Linked DNA regions of Mus musculus: region 1 is linked to region 2. A link is a contact called in public HiChIP or PLAC-seq data. All regions are on one chromosome and are shown on one strand. The core of a region is the stretch at or near the end of the contact, and the rest is flanking DNA. Distances in the headings are between cores, read along the strand shown. Region 1 overlaps Mgat4a (mannoside acetylglucosaminyltransferase 4, isoenzyme A). Region 2 overlaps Cracdl (capping protein inhibiting regulator of actin like).

Region 1 (7,082 bases), core at 3,582-6,081, 220 kb before region 2:
ACACACACACACACACACACACACACCAGTATGCTGCCTCATATTATCTTTGATTACATATACAGAAAGTGAGGAGATTCAAAAGGTGCTCCAGGCAAACGGAGACCAGCAGGGACCAGAGACTACCTGTACTTTAGTCCTAAACTTAGTAAACAAAGTGGGCTGCAAAGACTGATTACCAGTCAAAGGCCATCATCGAGGCAGAGACAAATGGATCTCCGAGTGCGAGATCAGACTGGACTCCACAGCTCAGACCAGCCAGGGCTACACAGTGACACCCTGTCTCAAAGAAAGGCCTTTACAGAATGAGAAAGCATTTTCATGTACAGCTTTAAATAACTCATGAATTTAATATCGGACCACATACCACACGAAAGGGTCTGAAGAGGCCACTAAGGCATGCCGCTCAAGTCTAATCTGACCTGAACTCTGGAAGTGTTTGGGCTTCATGTCCTTTGTCCTCCTGTCTTAGGCTGACTCCTCTGAGACTAGTGTCCTGACACAGCAAAGGCTGCCTCGGGTTGTTTCTGCATAACTTCCTCCTTTCAGAACCCTCAGAGTCTGAGATTTTTCCAGCAGCTCGGTTGGTATTCTTCCTTCTGTACTGACGCAGAATGTTGTTACCAGGTAGAAGCCAGGGCTCACGGCATTTATTTCTGTCTCTTGGACAACAGCCTTACCCTGCAGAGTCTACGGCCTAGTGTCTCAGAATGGTCAACTGGACATTTCCCTTCTCTCTAGCTGCTTTATGTCAGAAGGTTCACCACCACCAGAAACACACTTGATTTTACATACTAAAGAGACAGTGAGAATTCCAGGAAGGTAATTTGTACCTGACAATCAGCAGGACCAAGAGGACAGACAGCATGTTCAAAAATGGGGTTGAAAGCTTATGAAAACAAAACAAAAAAAACAAAAACAAAAAACAAAACAAAACAAAAAACCTTGTTTTCTGCTCTGAGACAAAGAGTACTACTGCCCACATAAATACTTCACTTTTTAAACTTCAAGCAAAGGCAAACACATACCACAGTATTTCTGTGAGCTTTACTAGTTTCTAAAACGGTCGTGTGCTGTAATATAGTGAGTCAGAAAGAGGAAGTTAAAAGGCTAAAAAAATTAAAAAAAAAAAAAAAAGGCGACTACTTCTTCTTCATTTGAATGATCTGTCCTAGCTTTTCTGTCTCCTCTCATCTGCAGATGACAGCAGACATTCCCACACAGGCCCCAGCACTCTTTCAGTTCAAATCACTTCATAAACTCACCTCTTCAGGAACCTAGTGGGATAGCCTAGTCCAGAACTTGCCTGGATCATGACAACAGTCCCTATCCTTAATAAAGCCGCCAGTGGGTGCCTTTCAAATGGCAGGCCTTGACACCTCAGCAAGGTCTGTGACTAAGGTGCAATTGTGAGACATTCAAGCGGAGATGCTATCGCACAGGTGACCAGGACTCATAAGACTGTACAGATTCCTAAGGAGCTGCCACGGTGAGAAGAAACTGTGGATTCAGGATGACTGGATGCAACCTGGGATGCCGAAACAGAGTGACCATAGCAGTAACAGCAAGGAATTCAAATGAGGTCTACAGTTAAAGAGTACTGGTGCCCATGAGGAGACTGGGTATGGCAAGCCTCTAATCCCAGCAGGGAGGCAGAGGTAGGTGGATCTCTGTTAGCTCAAGGCCAACAGGCCCACATAATAAGGCCTCATCAAAAAAAAAAAAAAAAAAAAAAAAGAGTATTGAGCTCCCAGGATGACTCAGTGGGTAAAGGCACCCCAGCAAGGAACAAAGTATTTGGCTGTGCTCTGACCTCTGTGTGACACAGAACATACACACACACACATACACACACACACACACACACACACACACGCACACACACAGCTGCTGATACATACAACACGCTCACACACAACATAAACACTGCACTCAAACATTACATGCAAGCGGACACAACTCATACACTCACAAAAGAGGAGAGAGAGAGACAGAGAGAGAGACAGAGAGAGAGAGAAAGAATATAACTTTTTAAAACCTTAATCTGTCACTCCTGTAACGGGAGATCCTCTGTTCCCTTCTGGCCTGAGTGTACCAGGTATACACATGGTTCGAATATGTGCACACATATATACATACACATAACTTAAAAAAAGCTATCATGATATGTCAAGTGGCTTCTCTGCTTGGAACTTTCAAGGAGCTGTCCATGTTGGAGCGAGATATTCAGCAAGCCTGACCCCGGCCCACTGTCCTATACTTCCTTAGAACATGATCATAACCCTCACTGTATACGATCCACAGATAGTTGCAGGCTGAACACGGAGATTTTAATAGTTCTGACATAGACCGAATGACTCACAAAACTGAAAATATTTACCATTGGTTATTACAAAAAAAAATTACCTGCCAGCCCCCTCGACTTGGAGCAAAAGTAGAGCTGTGTGGTGACCTAAAGTCCCATGTTCCTTCATCCTATTCTTCTCGACCGCCCCCTACTGAGCTCCAGCCACTCACCAGCTTCCTCCTGAACATCTCAGGAATGCTGTGGTCACATGTCCTTGCCCTATGACCTCTGTGCCAATAAACCTACTCCATGGTGGCCACGCATCGTTTCCCTTTCTTCCTTTCCCTGACCCTCATCTTCCAAGGAGCTCCCAAGCACCTGTCATGCGAGTCTTCTATGGACAGGTTGTATTTTACTCCCTAACGTACCCACCTCCTTTCTTGTTGGATCATGACTGAACTCCATGGGATATGAAATAAATACATTTTCAGTCATCATCTATATGATTTATAACTAACATGTATATAAATATCTTAAGGGTTTAGCTGCTGAAAAGCAACAGGCCAAGATACTACTGATGCCCAAGTATGGTCACGCACCGTTTAAAATCCAGACAACCGACTAGATTAGTACAGATACAGGGCAGAGCGCCTTCCACACTGTAGAAGCTCCGGCTCCAGCCTCCCTCCCCACCTGCCCCATTGTGGCCCCTTTCTGACCCCTTTCTGGCCCCTTTCTGGCCCCATTCTGGCCCCTTTCTGGCTCTATCCTGCTGCTTTAACTACTTTTCCTCCTGACTCCTCCTCTTAGCAGCTACATTCGACATCAGAAGACACAGAACTGATCAACGAGTATCTTTATGATTGGACTAAAACTTCCCCCTAATCACAGGGCAAATCACCCCTCAATTGGAGGCAACTATTTCAGAGGCTGAGGCTGAACCCCATGGCAGGAGCAATCATACCCAGAAACCAGACTGCCCCCTCAAATGATGACAGGGATGGAAGGAATGCTTTGCAGATTCAGAACTGAGACACACAGATCTCAGAGCATTGGCCTGAACCAGATTTCCTGACAGTCTGTCAAGCAAACTCCAGAGCCCCTTCTGTTTCTCGTTTCTACCAAATCTCCAAGTTCTATCAGGCCCTGGAGACAGACTTTGGGTCCTGAAGCCCTTCAATTGTTCTGTCTCACATGGCCGTGTTGACTGAAGCAAAGTCCTTTCTCTGTTCTCATCAACAATAATCTGGAGGTGTGGTTGAGGCTAGCCCATCAATGATCATCTGGATGTGTAGCCGAGGCTAGCCCACTGGGACTCTGAAGACAAAACTTTAACCCTAAACTCTAGTAATTTTACCAACTCAACCTACTAAACACCTCTATGAAAATATGTCATGCAAGCATACAGGCAGGATCCATTTCCTCTGGGCGCACATGAAGCACAGAAGCCAACAAACGAGTACTGAGAAGGCTGAAAGGGACACCACCACGTAAATGGTGTTCTCTGACTACAGAGGGTTTGAAGTGGAGATTGGTTAACAGTGGGGATTGTGAGAAATTCTCAAATAGGTAAGAATGTAAAAACACATTTCTACGTAACCCATGGGTCAAGGGAAAAAATTACATAGGAACTTAGAAAGTATTCTGATCTGAATGAGAAAACCAGGGGGCATGTATGGGGTGCAGGGGCTGGGGAGATGGCTCAGCAGTTAAGAGCAGTGACTGCTCTTGCAGGGGACCTGTGTTTGGTTCCTGGCAACTATACCAGGCAGCTCACAACCATCACCTATAACTCCAGCTCTGGGGCGATCTGCCACTTCTGGCCCCTGCGGGTACCACACATGTGGTGCACACTCCCATTCATAGTCATTCACATCCACCCTCCTTCTCTTTAAGCTTAAAAAAAAAAAAGAACTTGAGATATAGTTAACATGGTTCTTAGAGGGAGCTTATAGCTTTGAATTGCTTACATTGCTAAAGAAAAAAAAAACCCCACCCATCATCTCTGCGTGCATCTTTTTAGGAACAAAGCAGCAGAAAAGCAAAACTGAAAGAACTGTGGCTGTGAATGCCACAGAGACAAGACAGAGTCACAGGGTCTGTGTCTCCTCCTCCTGCCAGCTACCCTGAGCCCCAAGACTTCTGAGGTCTCAGAGGTGAAAAAATGCAAACAGAACTCAGGGAATGGAGCCAGGACAGACATTCACAGCCAGGATAGATATCGGAGAGCCAACGGTAGTGCTGCACGGACTGCTCAGCAATCTGTACATCAAATTAGGAGTTAATCTCCCCCCGAAAACAGAGAGCCATCGTGACAGAAAGAAATACTCTTGTACAAATTTCAGATCGGGGAATTTATCTGTCATTGTCCCCAGCACCTGCTTCACAGTGGTACTTCAATAAACACTCATTCAACAAGAGAAAGAGTCTGAGAAAACATAATTCCAGTGAGTGAGAGCCGTGGCTGAGGCTGGCAATATGCCTCATGTACTTCAGGGGAGGAAAGGTTTAAAACTGCACAGGCGACTAACCTCACCCAAAGCACACAAAGTGAGAATCTAACAGGAAAGACTGAGCCTTAGAAAGCTTTGGAGTGGTTAAGACAGTCAGCAGGCGTCCCCAAGTTCCTTCCTGGAAATCACACAACCGTTATCAATGAGACGCAGATACAAGAACCACCCGCTTCACTCTGAAATATTAACAACTGAAATTCCCAGACTCTCGAGGGCATGGCTTTGTCTCATGACCAGAGGTGACAAGCAAGAAGAGCTCTGTGGCTGAAGGAAAGTTGGCAAGTTTATTTTTGTAAAATAGTAGTAGTAGAAGTAGTAATATAATTATCGCCCAGGTGCCTAGAACACAGCTTTATCCCCTGTCAGCCAGTAGCCTAAAAGCCCATACCCTCAGTGACTCATAAAAATACAAGTAGAATACAAAGTAATAAGAAAAAAGGTTTCTGAGTAGAGTCTATCAACAAACTCACTGAGAGAAGAGAGAGGACAGAGGGAGGTGAGGGGACGGAGAGGACGAAGGAAAAGAAACTTGCAGTCAATGACTTGACCATTGCCTTAAGGAAAAGAACAAAGAAAACCACACTCAACTGAAGATGTTGCCATAGAGACGTCACTGCAATGATTCTGAAGGTGTTTGGAAACACAAAGGGCTTCAACGTCTGAAGCAATCCTGAGCAGACCAAAACTGTAGGACCAGACTGTGCGGCGGCGTCAGTACTTCCCACCAACCTACAGGAGGCGGTGAAGTGCTGGCATGAGGTTTAGCTCCAAATCCAGATAATGAAATACAACAGGAAACACACACACCTAACAGTCACTGAATTTTCAATAAATATGTCAGAGAGGTCACGGTGTTCACAGTGTTCTCTCAACACGAGCAACTGGGTTAATGAATGGGTGATGGTCGGAACTTTCACATTACCTTATACCTCGACAGAAGCTAACTCAATGGGGCATAGTCATAATGTAAAAGTTAAAAGTATGACCATTTTCAGGAGGATCACAGTGGGCAGGGCTCTCTTACATCACTAAATAATCAAGAAAAATGCACCCACATACATGTCCACAGGTCAACTGGATGGACGCAAACCTACCAACTCCGGTTCCTACTTCCAAGTACATAAGTTTGTTTCAAGTTGACAAAAACTAACCCTGACAGTCTATGGGACAGTTGTAGGAGAAGCTTAGCTGAGTTTTTCTCAATCAAGACAGGAGGAAGAACATCCAAAGGACAACAGTGTTTGCCGAACACTGATAACTGCAGCATGAAGCCAAAACAGGATATGAAGAGAAGAAGGGAAGGGAATACACCAAACCGGTGTAGAAAGCGGGACAAACCTAACAGAGCAGGGGCAGCGTCACACAGCACCACACAGCCATCTCACCCTGAAGCCAAACGCAGCCCCAAAAGCAGATTAATCTGATAACAGACACGGAAGCCTGTTTATTAATGCGGTGGAATGCACTAGGCAAGATAACCTAACAAGTAAGGGCAGCTGGGACAGAGGCCGGGCAAACAGAAAAGAGCAAACCCACCAATTTTAGTGAGTCCCTAATAGGAAACTCTCTAAATACTACCTAAGAAACTAGAAAGATCCATAAAAGGCTCAATACAATGTTGCAAAGTGGGATCAGGAGTGGGGAAGGGCATGTACTAATGCACACCTGCAGGCCCAACTGTCTGTGAGGCGGTTCAGGATCACAAGCTCAAGGCCTCCCTCTTTCAAACTAAAGGGTTTTCTGTAAAAGTCTGGTGTTTTAATCAGGGTTTCTATTCCTGCACAAACATCATGACCAAGATGCAAGTTGGGGAGGAAAGGGTTTATTCAGCTTACACATCCACATTGCTGTTCATCACCAAAGGATGCAGGACTGGAACTCACACAGGGCAGGAAGCAGGAGCTGATGCAGAGGCGATGGAGGGATGTTGCTTATTGGCTTGCCTCCCCTGGCTTGCTCAGTTTGCTTTCTTATAGAACCCAGGACTACCAGCCCTCCAGCCTTGATCACTAATTGAGAAAATGTCCCACAGCTGGATCTCGTGGAGACATTTCCCCAACTGAAGCTCCTTTCTCTGTGATAACTCCAGTCTGTGTCAAGTTGACACACAAAACCAGCCAGTACACCTGGTTATACCACTCATCCTAGCAAGCCTGAGGCCTTGAATCCAATCCCCAGAGTGAGTGGGAAAAGTAAGAGGAGGAGACTGAGACGACTATGGACTGGAGGGACCAGGCACACTCTAAGCTCAGAGCTAAGCGAATTTTGAAGTGATTCAGGAA
Region 2 (6,947 bases), core at 955-3,454:
TCTTCTGTGGCATTTTCTTCTCTCCCACAGCCTAGAGAAGTGATTCCCGACCTTCCTACTGCTGAGAGCCTTTAACCCAGCTCTTCATGACTTGGCGACCCCCAACTGTGAAATTCTTTCTATTGCTACTTTTTAACTGGAATGTTGCTACTGTTACCTTGTTGTAATATAAACATCTGTGTTTTCTGATGGTCTCAGGTGACCTGTGAAGAAGCCTCCACTGGCCTGGAGTGAAAAAGGACAGAATTAAGAAGTCCTCTCCTGTCCATGTGCACTTGCTGTCCGCTTACCTGCTGAGTAACCTTGCACGATAGCCACTGTGCGCACTGTCACACATGTCTGCAGGATTAAATGGGGTGGTGCACATGAGGCATTGAGCTCAAAGTCCCCCCCCCCCAAAATTGTCTTGGTTCTAATAAGCTTGCTGTGCAGAAGCAAGAGGAGAATGATGAAATTGGCTGGGCGTGTAGCTCAGTGGTCAACGCTTGCATGTGCCAGACCCCGAGTTCAATCCCCAGCACATCGAATAATAATAATCATAATAGAGTGATAATAATACTTATTATTATATAATACATCGGTGTAAAATAAAGAGGCAAAGAAAATGCTAAGACACCTTTGATTTTCAGAGAAAGGCTGAGGTGGTGTGGGCAGCGTGTTCTGATAGGACAATGGCAGGCAGCAGGTGGGTAGCAGGCACCTTGGCAAAGCACTGAATCAAGAGGCAAGAGAGCCCAGCATGCCCACTACCCTATGCACAGTGCCTGCAAGCGCCTCTCATTCTCTGGACCTCTGGACCCTGCCCACCTCCCAGTAGAGCTGGGGCCCCAATCGAGCTGTCGAGTACATGCTGTACTCTGAAAAGAACCAAATCGGAACCAAGGAAGGCATCGCAAGACTCACGGGACTCTGGGCAAAAAGGCGGCACCCTGTGCAGAGCCTGGGTACTAGCAGAGAGGTGTGAAGAGGGTGGGAGGCTCTAGCACTTAGCAAATGCCTGTGTGTGTGAAGTCCGCAGCCAGTGCTAAAGAGACAAGGCTGATATCCCTGGTGCAACTCTTATGGCTAAGGAAAGAATTCCTGCTTCATCTGCTAGGTCCCCAGATACTACTTGACCAGTGAAGACATGGTCACGCTGGCACTGACACTCTCCAATGCCCTCAGACCAGTGAAGACTGGATCTAATCTGGGTACCAGTATCCCATACCCCAGCACAGACAAGGCACCCACAACTCTGGCCCTTTCAAGTCTTCTTGGTGACAACAGAGCTAGGCCATATAGCCTCCTGACAACACAGACAACAGTCACCATGGCCATCTGGGGTGTGAAGGTACAAGTTGCCTGGCACAGCCACAGAGCTGACTGCCCCGAGGCCCTTCAGAGGTCTTCATTTCCTTCCCAGACAGTTCTGTTCACATGAGTAGCCACACAGAAACACTGAGCACACCGAGTGCGCTGGCAAAGTTAGCACCGTGTGCCCACACTGCACACTGGGATCTTAAACGCCATTCTCTCTTCTAGATCAACGTGGACACTCTCACAATTCAACGGCCACCATTCCTTCAGGCTGACTCAGCTGGTGGCTTCCCGAGAGCCCAATCCCTCCATGCCCCCTGGGTTTTTGTCCTGAAGATTGGCAGAGTGACAAGTTCTGTTTCCCTGTGTTCTCTGGCGACAAGCACCAGCCTCTTCAGCAAGATACCTGTGTAGGAAAAGGCATGAGGGCAGATAAAATGCTCTGTGATGTAGCAAAGCCACGTGGGAACAATTGCTGCAGCTTACAAAGGGCAAGAAGAGTGCCAGATGGAGCCCCATCTTAGCCCCCCTCCCCCTCCAGCTGTTGGGCTCAGCTCAGGTATATGTCTACCTGCCTGATGTGCCAAGGCACTGAGCTGCTCTACCTGGCCAGACCGTAGGCAGTAAGGATGGTGACCACCATGCCTGTCTGCCACTCGTCCTGGGAGTGACATGGCAATCACACTAGCTGTGAGTACAGACAGCCCACTCTTGAACCAACTGTTCACCTACAGCTGGGTGTGTGCCAGGAGCCACAGGCTTTCTCTTCACTCTGAAGCCTGTGGTGACTCCAGAGTTGTGACCCCCCTCTGTGGTTTGTGGCTGCTGCCTGGCATGGTCTCACCCTCCCCACCACAGCCCTCCTAAAGCACAGTTGAGCTAATTCTGGGCTCCCTGCCACCCTTGCAAGCCCACGCTGCACTTGCTCTGACTCATGCCGAGGTGCCCAGAAGCAAGCTCAGGAGAGACGCTGCAAGGCACCTGCTGGGCCCTGGGCAGCAGCTGGGACTCCAACCTCAGGCTCATGAAGGATCCAGAGTTAGCTCTGAGGTCTCCCAACGACCTTCACCCAATCTCCGTGGAAGATGAACCCAAATGTCAAGTTGTGTAAGCTGCACAGACACCAACTTCATAATGTAGATCCACTGAGACCCTGGAGTTAAATGTTTGCTCTTTATAATCAAGACCTACTTCAGTGTGTGGCGAAATCTTCTGACATTGACAAAGTTCTCAGACACAAAAAGCATTACACCAAAAATGAAGATTATAGGTATCTAATGGTTCCAGCCAACCTGCTTCAAACGCTATTTTCTGAACACCTATTCAGGCTCTTTTCCTCCATGTCTTTAAACTCAAAGCCATCAACACCAGAGCCTCAGACTGTCAGGGGAAGAGGCCTACATTCCTGGCCCACCTCTGACAGGTAAGAATGGAATACTAGAGGAGAGAGAAGCAGGGACAGCCACATCTGTCCAGAGGTGACAGAGGAAAGACAGCCCAGAAGAGTCGCCTCAGGGTGGCCTGTGGGTAGTCGGCTAGGGGAACAGGCTCTCTGGACAGACAGGACACGGTTGTGAGGCCTATGGTTCTGTTTGGAGAGCAAGGAGAATTAAGGCTGGACCTGGGGGGTTGTGAGGGAAGGGAGGTTGGAGATGGTTAAACGTGAACATGCTGGCCAGGCTCTGAAGGGCTCATAGGGCTGCCTCTGCATAGGCAGGGCTAAAGGAAGGATACAGGGAAGAACCAAATGGCTAGATTGGTAGCATTTCACCAGCTGGCCCCTTGGTCCCTAAAGATCACACCTCTCTGAAAGGACAATCTATGTCTTTAAGAGGCCTTGGATAGCTGCATGTTCAGAAAGGACAACCTTAATAAACAGGTTAGGTTACTTATGTACACCAAGCCTCCATGGTAATCCCAACAAACCACCAAGCGATGTGCCCACACTGGTGGCTGTTCTGAAAACAGTAAACTAAGTTACTGAGAAGCCACACACACACACACACACACACACACACACACACACACACACACACACACACACCCTTTCAACTGGTGAGCTCGTGTAACCATGGTAACACAATAGTGTATGACAGAGGCTGGGACCTATCAGGAAACACCTCAGACATCCGAGCTTGCTTTCCACTAAGAATGGCACAGCCTGGGCCTCACTGACAGGGCCAGGCACCATCTCCATAGCACAGCCTTTCATCACCACATGTGACCCTTGAGCTCCGCTAATGGGCACCAGGTCACAGGGGCAAAAATGAGGGAGAACTTCAAGAGCCCAAGTAGCATGTTGGTGAAGGCCCTCCCTTTAAAAATAGCAGGCCTTGAGCCCTGAGATGCAGCCTAGCCTATGCAAACAACATCAGAAGCCATCTAGCCAGCCTCTGTGCCTGCACCCTAGGCTAAGCATCCCAGAGCAGGTTTCCAGGGAGATGGAGATGTTGTGCCAACACGCACTGTGGCGGTACGGTAGATAAACAAGTATAACTGCACACCGGAGTATCTTCAGCTGCAGGAAGGAGCCTCTGAGAAACCTGGACTCACACCCTCAGGACTCCACCAAGCTCAAGAGCGCTCGCTCCCCACTCCAGCTCCCATCCCACACAGTGAGACAGGCAAAAGGGCAGCATTATCACATGGGGCCCAGGTGGGCAGAGCCCCCCAGGAGCTTCCTGAATCACACAGGTTCCACTTGTCCTGGCTCCTCATCTCATCTCATTGGGCCCTCAGGTTACATAAGCTGGGTTTTGTCACCGCCAGTGGTGGCTCTAAGGTTACACGGCTGGACAAGGGCCAGGCAGGCTTACTGTTTGTTTCCATCCTCTGTAAGCAAGGCTCTTCCAAGGAGACTTTCCTCCAACTAGAACCTCTCGGGGCAGAGGGAGCACAGATGCCATGCATCCCTTCCCAGTCAGAGTGCCAACTCTTCATTCCTGTATCAGCTCCCACCACCACCCACAGGCTCCTCCCTCTTATTTCTGCTAAAACAAGGGCCCAAGGAGCAGAGCCTGCCTGAGCCCCAGAGGCGATGGGAGCTGGTGCTGTCAGCAGCCAGCCTCCCTCGTTTCTGCATCTGCTCTACACAGCATCACCAGGACTCTAGGATTCCTGGGAAGGGACAAAGAGAAGGCTACTCTCTAAGCAAGACCTTAGCTCCCAGAGGGCAGTGTCCCACCCAAGTCAGCAGGAGTCCCAGTGAGCCAGAGACATACTCCAGAGCAGGCAACCTAGGGCACCACCAGCAATGGTTTTAGCATTGTGCATCCCTGCTAGTTGAGTGGCTTGGGTACAGCAGTGGCTTGTGGTCAAGACAGTGCATGGAGTGATAAAGACAGACAGCAAGGACCTCACAGGTCATGTCTCAGAACACCCGGGCCAGAGGACTGGAGAAGACCCATGCCTGGCTGCTCCTTCTCTGCAGCAGCTAAGTTCTCCTCTTTGGGCCCTGCTGGCAGTGCTTGACAGATAGCCAACACGGAATATCCTGGTAGAACCATTTCTGAGAACTCAAGGGGTACCTTCTGGTATCCCCCAGGACATGCCACAGCCAGCTGTTCTGGTCACAGTACCAGGATGCCTGGGAACTGATCTATTCTCTAATAGAGACATCTGGAACCCTGGAGTTGCTACCAGAATCCCTGCTATTCAAAAAGATGTGGAGACCCCGTGGAAATCACCGTGGACCATTGGCTCTGGCTGGTGGAGGACCGAGATACTGGTGTCAGGGATGGAGGCAGGAGGGCCACTCTGCACAGAGATGGTGTCTACGATTTCTATTGTCGTGAAGAGATATCATGACCAAGGCAACTCTTAATGCGGAAAACACTTAATTGGGGCTGGCTTACAGTTTCAGAGGTTTAGCCCTTTATCATCATGGCAGGAAGCTTGGCAGCATCCAGGCAGACATGATGCTGGAGAAGGAGCTGAGCGTTCTACATCTAGATCTGCAGGCAGGAGGAAGAGAGAGACACTGGGCCTAGCTTAAACACTTGAAACTTCAAAGCCCATCTCTTGAGACACTTCTTCCGACAAGCCCTTCCCTGTGTGTAGCTCAGCCTTTGCCTCTTCCCCTTGGCTCTGCTTTCTTCCTGCATCTCTGACCCATCATTCTTCCAGCCCCAGGTTGTGACATTCCCGAGTGACTGTGCATTTTTCAGAAGTGTTCCTAAGGGCTTGTCTGCATCTGACACAGGAATGGCTTACTGTCCACGACTGGATACCCACTCTGGATACTAGAGAGTGGTTTGCAAATGTTCCCCTTTTGATACATAACCCTGGAATGAATTCCTCTTGCAGAGGAATCCCTACCTGCAGATTTAACTGTTTCCCCAGGATAAACCCCTAGAGATGGGACCAGCAGGATAAAGGGAGGAATTCCTTTAAAGATTTTGGGACAGAGTGCCAAATTGCTTGGCAGGAAGCTTGCATCCTCCACTCCCAGAATTCCAGGAAAGTTCCTACATCTCCACCTGCAAAGAGTACCGTCGCCCACACAAACAAGTAAAAACAAGAAATTTGCTAGTCTGACAGCAAATCTTGTATCTGATTTCACATGTACCTATGCTACTAAGATGGAGTGTCTCACAAGTCGCCGTTTCTCCGGTTGCCAACTAATCCCTACTCTTAGATGGAAGTTCCTTCAAAGTAATGGGTATTCAGCTGGCAGTGGTGGCACACACCTATAATCTCAGCACTTAGGAGGCTGAGACAAGAGGGTTGTGAGTTCAAGGCTAGCCTGGGATACACAGTAAGACCCTGTCTAGAACAACAACAAAAAATAACATATTGGTTTTTATATTCATCTTACATGTTGTGAACATTTTTCCTGGCTTACTTCCTAAATACTTACACGTTCTCTATGCACACTAAAGTTTGCACATGCACACAATCTTCAAATAAAACATCTGTAGCCTGAAGGTCCTGTCTCTAGTATTATGGTATAGAAAGATATTTCTCATTTCGTAATGGCTTACCTACATTTTCTTTTAGTACTTTAATGTTTTTAATTTTTACACTTAAGTTTTAATCCATATGGACAAAGCTCTGTCTCTAAGTAAGTAAAGTTAAAAAAACAAAAAACAAACAAACAAACAAAGAAACAAAACCGGCTATATCCAAACTGGGGAAAGGCCTGGATGAAATTTTAACCATAGTTATTACTAAACATCAACTAGGTATAGTAAACTACATTATCTAGGATTTTTACACAAGAACTATTTTCACCTCAATGTCAAAATGTTCAAAATTATTATAAATGTGTGATATTTCCACATCTGGTCATCTCCCTAGGTTCTGTCTGGAAATTAGATTAAGACTACAAGTTAATTTGGGGAAACCTGAAATATCGATAGTATTGATCCCTCCTGTGTTGGTCGTCTTGGCATCTCCGTGCATACTCTTCTGGCTCATGCTCCTGTATATCTGCATCACGTCCTTTATACCGGTTTCCTGGATTGCCTATAAACACCATTCCTAGAGGTCCCAGCTCTTATCCATCCAACCATGAATAGAAGTGTTCACTGCAGGATCACCTCCTGAGTAGTTCCTAGGTCCAGGGCTGGGCCAGACAAATCTGCAACTCCTACCAACCAAGTCCCGGTTGGTCCCACAGCTTCGCTGGGTGGGTCCCCCCCCCCAGGCCC

The links. HiChIP or PLAC-seq counts read pairs in DNA pulled down with a chosen protein or histone mark.
Region 1: an H3K27ac HiChIP or PLAC-seq map of regulatory T cell precursor shows a contact between it and region 2, with 3 times the contacts expected there. The contact joins two enhancer-like sites. A contact is called at or near these places in 3 of 115 datasets of contacts at active chromatin or transcription factors (embryonic stem cells, pancreatic cancer cells and regulatory T cell precursor).

Annotation. Positions count from the first base shown.
Region 1 is chr1:37,473,745-37,480,826 of GRCm38.p6, forward strand. All of the region lies in intron 5 of Mgat4a (mannoside acetylglucosaminyltransferase 4, isoenzyme A), which reads right to left. Among named protein-coding and RNA genes, the nearest start is that of Gm39627, 26 kb to the right of the region's middle. Within about 2 kb of position 4,832, at least 101 of the 459 cell types and tissues checked have an H3K27ac peak or open chromatin away from gene starts, as enhancers often do. A contact at or near this core is called in regulatory T cell precursor, where this site is marked.
Region 2 is chr1:37,694,962-37,701,908 of GRCm38.p6, forward strand. All of the region lies in intron 1 of Cracdl (capping protein inhibiting regulator of actin like), which reads right to left. Gm39628 (a long non-coding RNA gene) reads left to right here. Exons shown (of 3, transcript XR_865356.3): 3 at 199-611. Among named protein-coding and RNA genes, the nearest start is that of Gm39628, 14 kb to the left of the region's middle. Within about 2 kb of position 2,205, at least 95 of the 459 cell types and tissues checked have an H3K27ac peak or open chromatin away from gene starts, as enhancers often do. A contact at or near this core is called in regulatory T cell precursor, where this site is marked.